Regions from separate parts of the Mus musculus genome. Here region 2 is linked to region 1. The links are chromatin contacts, called in public HiChIP or PLAC-seq maps. All regions are on one chromosome and are shown on one strand. The core of a region is the stretch at or near the end of the contact, and the rest is flanking DNA. Distances in the headings are between cores, read along the strand shown. Region 1 holds the start of Cxcl5 (chemokine (C-X-C motif) ligand 5). Region 2 has its middle 15 kb from the start of Cxcl1.

Region 1 (7,189 bases), core at 4,143-6,642:
TTGAGAAAAAAGACCATGAAGATGCATTACCCCAGTGGCTATGTCTTGGCAGATGCTCTAAGTTTGTGCAACAAGATGCTGATACTGATATTTATAGAAACAAAATCTTAGACTTAACCCGTAGGTCTCCCTCTGTCATTATTTCTCTCTTCCCGTTGAAAGTATGAATAGCCCCTTTCAGGACACTAGTATTAATTCTGCTGACTAAGAGTGAATCCAGTGTGCCCCGCCCCCCAAATCAGACACACAGTACACACTCTGCTTCTCCTCCTTGGCTTAGTCACGGAGGTAACTAGACTTTCCCGGGTGCTACTTCTGTGTGGCAAAGTTCTCATTCCGTGACATCCAGGAAGGATTTTCACGTTAAGTATGAGAGAGTTTACCCACAAAGATTCTTTTCCTCATGCAAGCATTAAAAACAATGCTGGAAATACAAAACCACTAGTCATATTTTACCATAAAGCTGTCATACCTTCAGGAATTAAATGTGTCACACCCAAAGGCAGGCAGAAAGTCTGGCATACTGAACGAGGGATGGTGCAAACTAAAAACTGCATGAGCCAAGGCAGGGACACAGACAATGTTAAACAACCACATGTTTAAGGCCTAGTGATCTCATTCATGCGTATGGAGGAGTTTCAGAGGGTTAAGGGAAGGAAACAGGACTTAGAAGTTAGTGTGACGCATCAAGGAGACAGACACATGTAAGAAATCCTTAGAAGATGTTAGATTAATATGTCCCAGATGTTTTCGAGTGAAAGGATCCAGTGGTGGCGTGGTGGAAGCAGCTGTCACCAACGCTTCTGTAATACACCGTGGTAATACACCAAAGGCCATTTGTACCCCATAGAGTGACCATTTGGAGAACAGCCATGGCACCCAGAATTGCAAGGACAACACAAACTCCAGTGCGTCTATGATCTAGAGACAAATGAAACTTTTACCTTTCACATCTGGATAAGAAACAACAAAATCATGCAGGTAGCAAAGGACAAACTAATCAGGAATATTCCTTTGTTCACAAATTTGCATTTCATCATCCGAGGGTGTTTGCCATGTTTCCATTTATCACTCTTGGGCATTTAATCAGGAAGAGATCATTCTCTGTTCAAAACCCTGGAATTTAGAGTTCAAGTATTCCTGGGAGTCCGGTATGTGTCTTAGTGTTTCCTACAACCCAGGGGATAATAACCTGTGTTATTTGAAAGATTAAAGAAGCCACTGTTCAAGTTTAATGTTTTTTTATTTTGTTTTTGTTTTTGTAACTTAGAGGTATTTTTTATTTTCCGATATCACTGTAACTTGTAAGAAAAAGGCATCCTTTTTAAACTATGTTAAGCTGTCTCATATCTTTGAATTTCCTCCTCTGTCTCCCTCTCTATCTTTTACACAGATACATCAGCATGTGGTAGTAGAAAATATATCCGTTGAGTTTATATTTTACATGCAATGAGAGAGATTAGTTGTAAAGAAAAACAAGGTATTTTTATGTAGCTAATCATATATTTATACATACCAGTACACGAAAATACATACCAATGTTAGTGTATATAATACTTTAATTGTAGCCGCTTTGTATTTCTGTATGAGTTAGATTAGTATTCTTTGCTGTTCCTAAAAATGGGCTATTTATACAAATTACTATCTTATGCTGGAGAGAGAACCAGGCTCCTTTGGCATAGATTATGAGTCTATTTAAATATCTACTGTGCCTTAAGCAGTTAGTAACTTCAGTGAACATGACAGATACTGCCCCTATGCTCATGAAGATCACAGCGACTAAATGGACACTAAACACTTTTGCATACAAAATGTTACAAAGGAAAAGTACAAAACCCTGCGAGAAAACAAAAAGGAGTCCTAATCTGGTGGGGGGGGGGGGAGCTGTGTTTTGTTTTGTTTTGTTTTGAGGAAGAGAGAGAAAGGATAGAGGTCTGTCGGGTGAATTCTAGGGGGATGGGACGGGTTGGCAGCTTTCCCTAAGCCAGGTTGCTGACTTTAGGACAGTATCCAGTAACTTGGGTTGGGGCGTTACAACCTCCTTTAGTCAGTTTGTGCCATGCGTTGGGGATACAGAGTAAGGTAGAGTTCAGAACCCGCTGCTTTAGGAGCGTTATCTGCAGAGTAGGATGGAGAAACCCATACACAGGCAATGGCAAAGCAACGTTTGTTGTACCTCATTCTATCTAGTATCTAAAGATGCTGAGCTAGGAATGACCAGGAAAAACGTCATGAGAGGTACTGCTGGTGCCAAACTGTGAATTTGCCCTTGTGGGCCAAAAAGGAGCAAGCCCGTTGCAGGTAGAACCGTAGCAAATGAGATAGAATGAGCGAGGCTAGAGAACCCAACGCCCAACAGCACAGAGTACGAGAGAGACGCAAAGCTTGAGAAGCACAATGTGAGAGAGGAGACACGACCATACTTGCTGGGCTTTTGTTACATTGATTTTTATGTCTAGGAAATTCGGAGTGTGCTAATCGGCTCCCAGACACTGGAGCAATTTCTTCTATGGTGGACTTTAAATGGGTAAAAGGAGGGAAAGCCTATTTGGCACCTGGCTTTGAAGGTTTGAGGTTTGGTTTCATGATGAATCAGCTTTAACACTTTATCTCTGGCAGGAGTGCAGAGGACACAGACCTTTCCACCCATGGGGGTTATGTGGGAGAAAAAGAAGCCAAGGGGCCGGGGTTCCCCACCTCCCCTTGAGAGCTAGGCCCATTATGATCTAAATCCCCACCTGGGCTCCAACTCTCAGAGTTTCCACTGCCTCTCAAGGCACCAAGCTGGACCCTCCACTTTCCTGTACTCAACTGAGAGCTGAACTACAGCAGAGAAGCTGGCCAAGGGTTGAAGTTGGGGAAGTCTTAGAATGTTTGTTTTTTCTAAGGTCCCCAGAAGCTACTATGCCCCAGATGAGCTTAGAGATTGAAATGGTGCAAGGAATTAGGGGAAGAAACCTTTCTGCAAACCAAGGAAGGAACCATAGAGCTAACTTTGTACATAATGTAGAATGCATGCGGGGTAATGAGAGTCACCATCACAGGAAATCAGAGACAACATGAATGGAATCTAGAGCTACTTTATTTTCCTCAAAAGAGTAATATAAAGAAGTGAGACACTATAAGATGTACAGGCTTAAAATAATGGATGTGATGAATTCATTAATCTCCTTATAACAAAGCACACTCTTTAAAAGACACACTACAGACATCTAAATATCTCAGCAATCCATATTCAAACATGTTAAGTATGTTTTCAAAACTCTAAGAGTATAGATATTTGCTAAAGTTTCTCTCCCTAGAAATAACTTTTAAATGTTTTTTATGAAAACTAGGTAAGGAATTTCCTTGCTTCTTACCTTCTTCACCTATCTAAAATATATACTATCTAAAATATATAGTTAGTGGCCCAAATAGTAATACTAATAAACTAGTTAATAATTAATAAATAGTATACAGTTTGTTGAGTAAGTCATGACATTATGCCATACTACGAAGACATCAAATGTCTAAAATTATAAGATGAGAACACATTGATCCTTCTAGAACTTACACATTTAGAAATTCTAAATAAGGAACTGTGTTCTACATAGGTTTCTGCATGACACAGCAGCTTTCTAAAACCATAAAAGTTATATGCCAGCCCAGGCTCAGACGTAAGAACACTCTTAACACACCCAAGAAACAACAGTAAAAGAGGTCCCCATTTTATGAGAGAGAGTATGACAGCATTGCCTTCTCATGAACATTACAAAGGATATATATATATATATACACACACATATACATATACATATACATCATATACATATACATATACATATACATATACATATACATATACATATACATATACATATACATATACATATACATATACATATACATATTCCGGAGACAATGCAATAGTCACCTTCAGTTCAAGACATTTTGAAAGGTTAACAACCAATGATTCTTGACTTACACACTAAAGTATCACAATTTCCGATAGTGTGACAGATAGGAAAGAATAGGAAATATTTTTGCTAAATACACTTGTGAGATGAGCAGGAAGCTTCAGGGACAATGGTTTCCCTTTTCTCATCAAAGCAGGGAGTTCATAAAGAAAATCCGTGGGTGGAGAGAATCAGCCCTTTCTTCTTATCTTCACTGGGGTCAGAGTCCTCAGAAATCTTTCTATTGAACACTGGCCGTTCTTTCCACTGCGAGTGCATTCCGCTTAGCTTTCTTTTTGTCACTGTTGAGAAAAGACTTATATCAGTAACTAAAATTCTTCAGTTTATCCTAACACACACACACACACACACACACACAGAGAGAGAGAGAGAGAGAGAGAGAGAGAGAGAGAGAGAGAGAGAGAGAGAGAGAGACAGAGAGACAGAGAGAGAGAGAGACAGAGAGAGACAGAGAGAGAGAGAGAGACAGAGAGAGAGACAGAGAGAGAGACAGAGAGAGAGAGAGAGAGACAGAGAGAGAGAGAGAGAGAGATGAGTTTTGGGTTATTGCAACATCCCAGAATAACAACTTTCCCTTCTGAATCCTTTTATTCTAAGCTCAGTTTCGAATGTGGGATGGGAGCCTCAACTCATACAGGGAGAATAAGGACCTTGCCCGCTGCAGAGACTAAGATAGCAAGTACCTGCCCAATATTTTCTGAATGATTTTCTTTATCACAGGAGCTTCTGGATCCAGACAGACCTCCTTCTGGTTTTTCAGTTTAGCTCTGCGGAGGAGGAAAAAAAGAGGATGCACAGGTGAGCCCGGGTGACTGAAGAATCCGGGATAAGGGATGTGGGTAGGGCAGGGGGTGTCCTGGACTTCCATCTCCCAAGATCACCTGCACCCAGAACACAGTCAGAACTCACATGACTTCCACCGTAGGGCACTGTGGACCTGCAGGGATCACCTCCAAATTAGCGATCAATTTGGGATTAATTTTTGGAGTTACGGTTAAGCAAACACAACGCAGCTCCGTTGCGGCTATGACTGAGGAAGGGGCAGCTGTGGAAGAGACAAGATTATAGGAGGATGCTGGAAGAGCCCCTTTCCCCGCTCCTGGGACCCGCTGACTGCGATGGCCCGCCCGGATGGGTCAGGCACCCTGCGCCACGCAGGTGCTGCGCCCTCACCTTCAGCTAGATGCTGCGGCAGCGTGAACAGCAACAGAAATGCCAGCGGCGCCATCCGCATGAATGGCGAGATGGAACCGCTGGGGATGCGGGCGGAGCTGCGGAGCTGGAGGCTCATTGTGGACAAGATCCCGGACCAGGGAGCACCAGCTCGGGATATGCTGGAGGAGGTGTGGAGATTGGGGCTCTACAGAGCACTATGGTGTTCTCAAACCCACTGCACCCCTTTTATCTGTTCTCTCTCTTCCTTCAGGCAGGAAACTGGAGCTTGAAGATGCTGGGGAAATTCCCTGGACTTGGAGTTAGGAGGTGGGGGGCTCAGAGGGGCTGGGCAATGGGATTGGGGCGGGAGGATGGCTAGGAGGAGTGGCTCTTTGCCAAATCGGAGGAGAATGCTTGTAGTCCTGCCCCGGGAACAGAAGGCTGCTGCTCTGGGTCAGACTCCTTTAGAGGACCTTTCCCTCTCCTAGGTCAGGGCTAGTTAAGGCAGGACAGAGCTCTGAGGATGCCCTTCTTTTCCTTGTAGGAAGACTGGAGCCAAAGGAAGGAGTTTTGACTTTAGAAAACCTTCCACAGGTCTTTAACTGTTATTACTACAAACACTATTGCTGACACCTGGGAGATGGCTCAACCTTTAAGAGAACTGGTTGCTGTGGCAGAGGTCCAGGGTTTGGCTCCCCACCCACCCACCCATGCAGGACCACATTGCCACATTGCTGCTCACAAGCTTCTCTAGCCCCAGGTCTAGGGAACCCCACGTCCGTCGTCTTTTGGCTTCCTTGGGGCAGATGCATCTACTTGGTACACAGACAGATAAGCAGACATACACATGCTCATAAACAAAAATACATTTGAAATGTGTGTTTTTAAAACGAAGACTGTTTTTATTCAGGAAATGTAATCCCGGACTTGAAAAGATAAATAAATAGAAAGAAAGAAAGAAAGAAAGAAAGAAAGAAAGAAAGAAAGAAAGAAAGAAAGAAAGAAAGAAACCTTGCCCTCTCCTTGTGTGTGGATTACTTATTGATTCTTTGGGATTCTGCCAGCTTTGAAAGCCAAGAAACTATGAAAGTGTTTTGACTTCCACTTAAACCAGCTGCATGAATGGCCTTCAAAATAAAAGCTGCTTACTGGAAGCCCTGCTATTGTAATTGTTTGGCTTAATGAACAACTTCACAGATGACTCAGCAAATTGCTTTGGGAGGAAGATAAAATCTTTGCACCCTTTGCCATTCAGTTAGGAGCAGTCTGTCCTGTGCTTGGAGCCGGAGGCAACACCAGGGGCTTCTTGCTGTGCTTTCTAATGTGGCTCCCCTGCCAGATAGGGATTTGACAGTGGGTAGAAGCTAAAGGAGGTTGGTGCAGCTGAGGGACTCATCCGTGGGACTTATCTGCGAGTTTGGTGCAAGGGTTTGATTCAGTTTGCCAGCAAGATAGCATCCGTTCTGACTCCCTCCAAGCAACTTCTTGGAGTTCAGAGGAGGGATGCTTTCCCCAGGGGCTTGGCGGGGGTTGGGGGTGGGGACCCTGGAGGGGCCACCTGGTGATGAAAGATGAGATGACTTCCTGTAACTAAAGGCCTTCATACCAAGGCAGTCGGTTATAACATTAAGTGGTGCCCTGGCTTTCTTTATAGAGATTTAACAGATCTCCTCTCTGGATGGTTCTCAAAACCTCTGGCCATGTAGTAGGCCGGCAGAGGAAGTCTGTAAACATGACAGCCTTACACATATAGTCCTGGAAAGAAACTGTTTTTTCTTGTCCCCTGTAACCATGGGAACCGCCATCCACCCCACTCGTCTGTTTTCGGAATAAGAACACCTCCATTGCTGAGCAGGAAATGGTGGTAGACTTTCGAACTTACATTCTGGAAGGAAACTTAGTCTAGTTGAAGGAAGTTGGGAGGTTTGGTGATCGCATTGTGAGAAGCTAATGGGAAGTTGTGAGTCCACCATCAGCATCACACTTGACTCAACAAATGCAATCCTTCATCCTTCTGGGGAGTGGTAATCTGTAACAAGCAGCAGGTAGAACACACACACACACGCACGCACGCACGC
Region 2 (6,352 bases), core at 1,796-4,295, 120 kb before region 1:
TGTCTCACCCTGTAAGCTCTCTCTTACATATCTATCTGCCAAGGTGTCATCCTGCATTAGGCAATGAGGCTGGGAGCACCCTCAGGCAGTTAAGTACAAAGAGCCATATGAATCTTTTTTTACAGAGTACCTAACCTAGCCTCGGCTATCATTATAACGAAGACAGGGTACTATACTTAGCAAACATATAGTCTGTTTCCTGTGACATTTTGATTTCAGAATATCTTGCTCTATAGTGGTTTCTTCACTTTGAATCTAATGTTTTCCAGCACTCTAGATATGCAAGGTACCCTGAAGGTAGGCAGGTGAGTCACCTGTTTTGAGAAGGAGGAAACTTGGCACAAAATCAGAACCACTTCCTCTTGTCTTATTAAATGTTGCTTTAAGCTCTTCTGTTGAAATGTTCTAGGCTCAAAAAATAATCCACAGCCCTGACACACTGTGTCTTTCTAAAATGGATTGCTTACTGACTGTGTACCACTGTGCAAGTGACCATAGGAATGGGAATGGTTCAAAGACAATTTGCTGGACTCAGATCTGGAAATGACTGAGCTGTGCAACCGACCTCAAGTTAGCTATCACATCTACTTTTCCAGAAACCATGAAAAATCTCTAATTATTCGATTATGATGACTACAAAGATCTCTATATTCTTTGCTGTATGGAAAATTATTAATATTCAAATGATATGGCTCTCCAGGCTTCCAAAGAGTTCATGATAAAGAAGAATTATTTGGCAAAACAGCAAAGAGGGTGAGAATTAAAATATACATGGAGTATCTGCTCTGGGCAGCCAGGATTCTGGCTTTTTCTGTGCATGAATTCATTTAACTGTCACAGCAACTTCACAAGGAAGGGTTTTAATATTGCACAGGTGGGGCAAGTGGGGTTCAGGGAGGTTGACCTACATCATAGGCAACAAATGAAGGAGTTAGTGTTCTTAGCCGGCCACTTCTCAGTAAATGCTCTCAGTGAGAGACACACCCCTGAGACAAATGAAGGCAATAGGAGCAGAGAGAGGTGATCATGGACAACTGTGTCAGGTCATTCTTCAAATTTTGTCTTTTATAAAACTACTTTCAGCCAGGTGGTGGTGGTGCATGCCTTTAATCCCAGCACTTGGAAGGCAGAGGCAGGTGGATTTCTGAGTTCGAGGCCAGCCTGGTCTACAAAGTGAGTTCCAGGACAGCCAGGGCTACAGAGAAACCCTATCTTGAAAAAAAAAAAACCCAATAAATAAATAAATAAATAAATAAATAAGTAAATAAATAAATAAATAAAAACTACTTTCAACTTATTTCAATTCTTTTTAATATAAGATAGACCACAGTAGAAACCTCGTTAATGGTTTAAGAATAATACTTTAAGTAGATCTAAGAGTACCAAAAATCATTATTTTTTTAAGTGTAAAAATGTGTCCAAATTTCTGTGGCACTTTGATTATAGCTTATTAATTGAGTTGTTATGTTAACTGTTATTACTATATTGGTTAAACACTGAGTTAAGTCTTTCCAATTATCCTTGACTCCTTGTTCTTCTTCTCTGAATTTCTTCTCCTGTTTGTTTTTGCACATTAGGGCATGGAAATAAAGAGTCAACATCAAGGTCACACAGAGATATAGAGAAGGGATCAGAGCCAGTTGGGACCAGGCCACCCTTCACGTCCAGGCCACACTGTCCTTTGAGTCCATGTGAGGAACAAAGATCATTCATGGTACATAGAGGAGTTTACAGTGGATTAATGTGTGCATGAAACTTTTCAGAAGTTTAAAACTGCAAAATGTTTTAAAAGTTTGACAGAGAGAAGTTTCATGAAGCCCAAAGGGCATAATGCCCTTTGGGATCATCCTAAAAGGAAGAATGCAAATTTCAGTTTAAAACTGAGCACAGAAAGAAACATTTATCTTAAACAACAAAATAACACATTACAAATTTAGAAAGTTGAGAAAATAGCAGGAATATAAACTGCATTGAAAATAGTGTCTCTTTATTATTTAGCCATTGTTTTGTTGTTGCTATTGTTGCTTTGTTTTGTTTCCATCCTGTCTAGAGGTGAAAGATGTTTGAGTTCCTGCTTAAATTTTCTGCTTAAGTCTGTACCCTCACTCCTCTCAGTGATGAACCCTATCACCTTTAAGCTGAAATAATGCCTTTTCTACCCTACATTGCTATTGGTCAGTGTTTTATCACAGTAACAGAGATGACACTAGAACACAACTTCATATACAGAGTTTTCTGTCTTACAGGTGCATGATCTACAAACAGTGAAGTCTTGGTAGATTCTATGTAACATGCTCCAATTCCAGTCAAGCATGATCATTCCAAACACATACCAAAAAATGCATGAAGATGAACAATTGAAGACATTGATTATATTGAACACATTTTGAGATGATTCCTTTAGTGTAGGACTGAAACAGGCTTACCTATCTGCATACAACTCTACACCCTACTAATAGGAAGACTATCTTCTAGCTATCTGCACTTTGACCTTATTTCTCCACAGCTGTGCCATGCTAGCCTGGATGATTCAGACACAGTCTGACTTCTGCATCAGGAAGCTGAAAATATATGTATAGTGAACAAAAAGGCATTTACAAAAGGTATTCTCACTAGGAAGGCTAATACACTAGAGACATCCAGAATGTGACCGTGAACCAATAAATATCACTAAACATATGCTAAATTTGACTCCTTAGCTGGAGTTCAAAAGTGCTTACAGCTGTACCAGCGTCACACAACACCAGAAGAGCCAAGAGAGGAAGTGGCGGTAAAAGGAAGAGAACACAGTTCTAATCAGCTTCATTGAAACATAGGACGTCAGCATATTTTTTAAAACTAAATGACATACATTCCTGGGACCCTTTCCATAGCTTTGGCAAAAGCTTGCCCTGCCAAGGGGTTGAGCTTCTTTGTGGTCATGCACCTATTACTGTCTTGAAGTTCTGATCTGCTTGATTGAACGTGGTTGCTTAAATTCTGTAAAACTGTTCACCCTCATGTTTAGATTAGGAACCGACCCTAGTAACTAGTAACTGCGATGAAGGTCAGAGTAGTGAATCAGAACTATGTCACCACAGTGCGCTTAACTAATGCTTTCCAATAGCTTATGCTAAAAGAGGTAGTTTTTTTTTTCTTGGCACTAATCTGGAATCTTGATCCAGTCATAGAAATTTCCATCTGTCTTTTTAATCCTTGCCCAAACCAGTCAGCTCTACAAAAACTTTTGTATGTTCAGTATGGATCTGGCATGTTTAGGAGCTAAATATCTTTTATGCCTTTGCCTGAAACAGCCTAAAGTCTGCTCTATTAAAATGTGCAGGTTGAGTTTGAGTTTATTAAGTTTGTGGGCTGAATATCTTAAATATCCCCCGTGCCTTCTTTTGTAGCTCCTTGAGGCAGCTTCTCCTGGGAATTATCCTGGTTTATCTGCAGAGTAGCAGTGCCCTGTTTCACAGATAGAGGCATCTGTGATGGAAATGCTTGGGAAAGGGTATTTTAAAGGGAGATTTTTAAATCCTTGGGAAATCCCATGTGTGGACAGAGCTTCCTCGCTGTGTCCATTAAGTATGCCTTCAGGAATCTGTGACTCACGGGCTAGGCATGTTGAGGTTAGAGCTGAACCAAGAGAAGGAACTCTTGGCTGCTGAGCCAGAGTGACAATGAAAGACTGTTCAGCGTAGTTTTCTCAGATCTTCTTTATAATTCTAGAGGAATGGGATTCACTTTCAGCTCTTGTTGTTAAAGAGAGAAACTCCAAGTAGTCTTATAAGAGTAGAATAGTAGTCTGAGCAGGGCCTCGTAGGCTGGGAAGAATGGAACTTGCTCTTTACCCGTATGAGGGAACACAGGGGGAATGAGAAAAGGGATTCTCAGAAAGTAGGCAGTTTCTCTTTCAGGATACTAGTAGATGTATGGGTTCTATCACACCCAGAAGTGAAAGGTCCACCTCAGGGGTTCTCAACTTGTGAGTTATGACCCTTTCGGGGGACCAAACAACCCTTTCACAGTAATCGCCTACAACCATTAGAAAACACATACTTATATCACTATTCATAGCAGTAGCAAAATTACAGTTATGAAGTAGCAATGTAAATAATTTTATGGTTGGTGTCACTACAACACGGGGAACTGTATTTAGAGTCATAGCATTAAGACTGAGAACCACTGGTCTATACCATATAGAGGGAGCAGTATGAACAAAGATTCATAAGCAACAAAGTGCAAGGCTAAAGTTGAAGGAGGAGGATGAGAGAAGAGTTCCATAGAAGATTCTGGAAAAGGTAGACGTGAAAAGGTAGGGAAAATGAAATGTTATGAGGTTCAGGAGCATCAGCTGGATCCTGAGGTTCTGGCACGCGAGCATGTCCTCAAGGTTAAAGTCAGGGGAAGGCACGGTGAGGTTTACATTCACCAGTTTCACTTGACAGGAAAGGATAGATAATGGAGAAACCGGGGGAGGTTAGATTCATTACAGGATTTCTAACTGATAGGACCAATGGTGAGGTGGGGGCTTGGCTTAGCACAATGGGGCAAGAAGGAGAAATGTTTCACTTAAACACAGAAACATAAAGCAGCTAAGCCAAAGGCTAATCAGAATAAGGCAACTACTTATCCATATCTCAGGCCATATGTCATGTCTCCTTACCATACCATACCATACCATACCATACCATACCATACCATACCAGGCAATGTATGTTAGAATACTTATCAGATTCAAGCACAGCTAGAATTAATGATGTGACACTCATGGAGTAGAACTACCAACTGATGTTAAGAAGTTGAGATGAGCAGGGTATAAAATTATACCTACAGTGGAATCCAAATTGTACAGCATACACACAGCATAAGAAATGAAAAGATGATACCCACACCTGGTTTCTGGGTATCAAGATGATAAGCAGTTACTGTTTTGTTTTGTTTTTCCCTATTAATGGATCATGCCTACAGTGAAAAGCTACAGAAATAGGGGTTAAGAAGAAAAGATAGATGGGAGCAAGGGAAAAAGGAAAGGTTGTATAAGGGAAGGATAGAAAGGACAAAAGGGAGAGATGTTCAGAACTTGCACTGGATGGTGTACAGGAGACAGAGACAATATTCTTATAGGGCCCCTCCTGGAGACCATGGCACTAGGCTTGCCATCATAGTAGTGTAGGGAAAGGCTCCATGACACACGGGCTGAGGGATGAGTAAGTCGTCACCTTCTTCTGACTATCCTTTGGCTTAGCTGCTGATGTGACCAGAGGGAGGATGTGATTGTTAGAGAAGCAACAGGATTCAAGTCAGTTTTCTTGGTCAGAGGTTATCAGGCTTAAAGTCAAGCCTGTGACTAACAGGCTCTACCCAGCTCATCTCTTGTTTCTGATTTCCTAATTAAGCATTTGCATACATACATACATGTGTGTTTGTCTGTCTGTCTGTGTGTGTGTGTGTGTGTGTGTGTGTGTGTGTGTGTGTGTGTGTAGATATATTTGATGGATGGGACAAAAGCCCCATGAACAGGTTTTATTGAGCACATAAAGAACTCTATTAATTCTGGTTGAAAAATAAGCTCCAATCTTTAATGCTCAGAGAAAGAAAAAGCTTTCCTCCTATTTTGCTGAAAGTAAGACATGAAGGTTTACAGACCTCTAGTTGCAGCTTTTATACTATAGAGGGTCAAAATTACTTGCCTAAGTCCAGGAATTCTATAGAATCATTATTAGGAATTACTAAATTACCAATTCGTCTACATAGCATTACTACAAGAGAGTACATCTTCATTGATCTGCAGAAAATCTGCCAAATAGGGTGGGCTAATTCCCAGGAATTGTGATACTATTTAATAATGACATACAACAGGGTAAACTATCTCCAGAAAGTTACTTGTTTTCCTTAGGATGGATGGATAGATAGATAGATAGATAGATAGATAGATAGATAGATAGATAGATAGATGATAGACAGACAGACACATAGATGCTGAGATTGATGTAGACTTTCTCAACCTCAAAGCTCTCCCCTAGTGACACATCTCCAATAAGGCCGTACCTCCTAATCCTTCCAAAATATCCTTCTACCAACTGGAAACCAAACAGTCCAATATATGAGTTGTGGGGATGAGAGCATTCTTATTCAGATCACCACAGAATATCACCATAAGCCAAATGTTGATTTGGTTAATGTTCTAAACCACAGAAGCCAAGAGCAAATTAGAACACTGACTATTAGCCAAAGGAATTAGATATTACCTGGGCAGCTCAAATGACTTTCCAAGTCAAATATTTAGGGCCATCTTTTAACCAAAATTTGGATTAATCAAAAAGAAACAGTGCCCATATAAGAGGTAGAGACTTGAGAGATTGATGTC

The links. HiChIP or PLAC-seq counts read pairs in DNA pulled down with a chosen protein or histone mark.
Region 2: an HNF4G HiChIP or PLAC-seq map of pancreatic cancer cells shows a contact between it and region 1. The contact joins the enhancer-like site here to the promoter of Cxcl5 in region 1. A contact is called at or near these places in 8 of 39 promoter capture datasets (the 3T3-L1 cell line, 3T3-L1-derived adipocytes, hematopoietic stem and progenitor cells and 3 more), 1 of 15 datasets of contacts at CTCF or cohesin (the NIH/3T3 cell line), 2 of 484 Hi-C or Micro-C datasets (the 3T3-L1 cell line and the C2C12 cell line), 3 of 115 datasets of contacts at active chromatin or transcription factors (embryonic fibroblasts, fibro-adipogenic progenitors and pancreatic cancer cells) and 3 of 9 other capture datasets (adipose tissue, liver and pancreatic islet).

The regions. Positions count from the first base shown.
Region 1 is chr5:90,757,501-90,764,689 of GRCm38.p6, reverse strand. Cxcl5 (chemokine (C-X-C motif) ligand 5) reads right to left here and starts at 5,392. Exons shown (of 4, transcript NM_009141.3): 1 at 5,130-5,392; 2 at 4,866-5,001; 3 at 4,640-4,723; 4 at 3,065-4,237. The coding sequence starts at 5,247. The coding sequence ends at 4,177.
Region 2 is chr5:90,873,449-90,879,800 of GRCm38.p6, reverse strand. No RefSeq gene overlaps it. Among named protein-coding and RNA genes, the nearest start is that of Cxcl1, 15 kb to the left of the region's middle. Within about 2 kb of position 3,045, at least 126 of the 459 cell types and tissues checked have an H3K27ac peak or open chromatin away from gene starts, as enhancers often do. A contact at or near this core is called in the C2C12 cell line, the NIH/3T3 cell line, adipose tissue and 6 more, where this site is marked.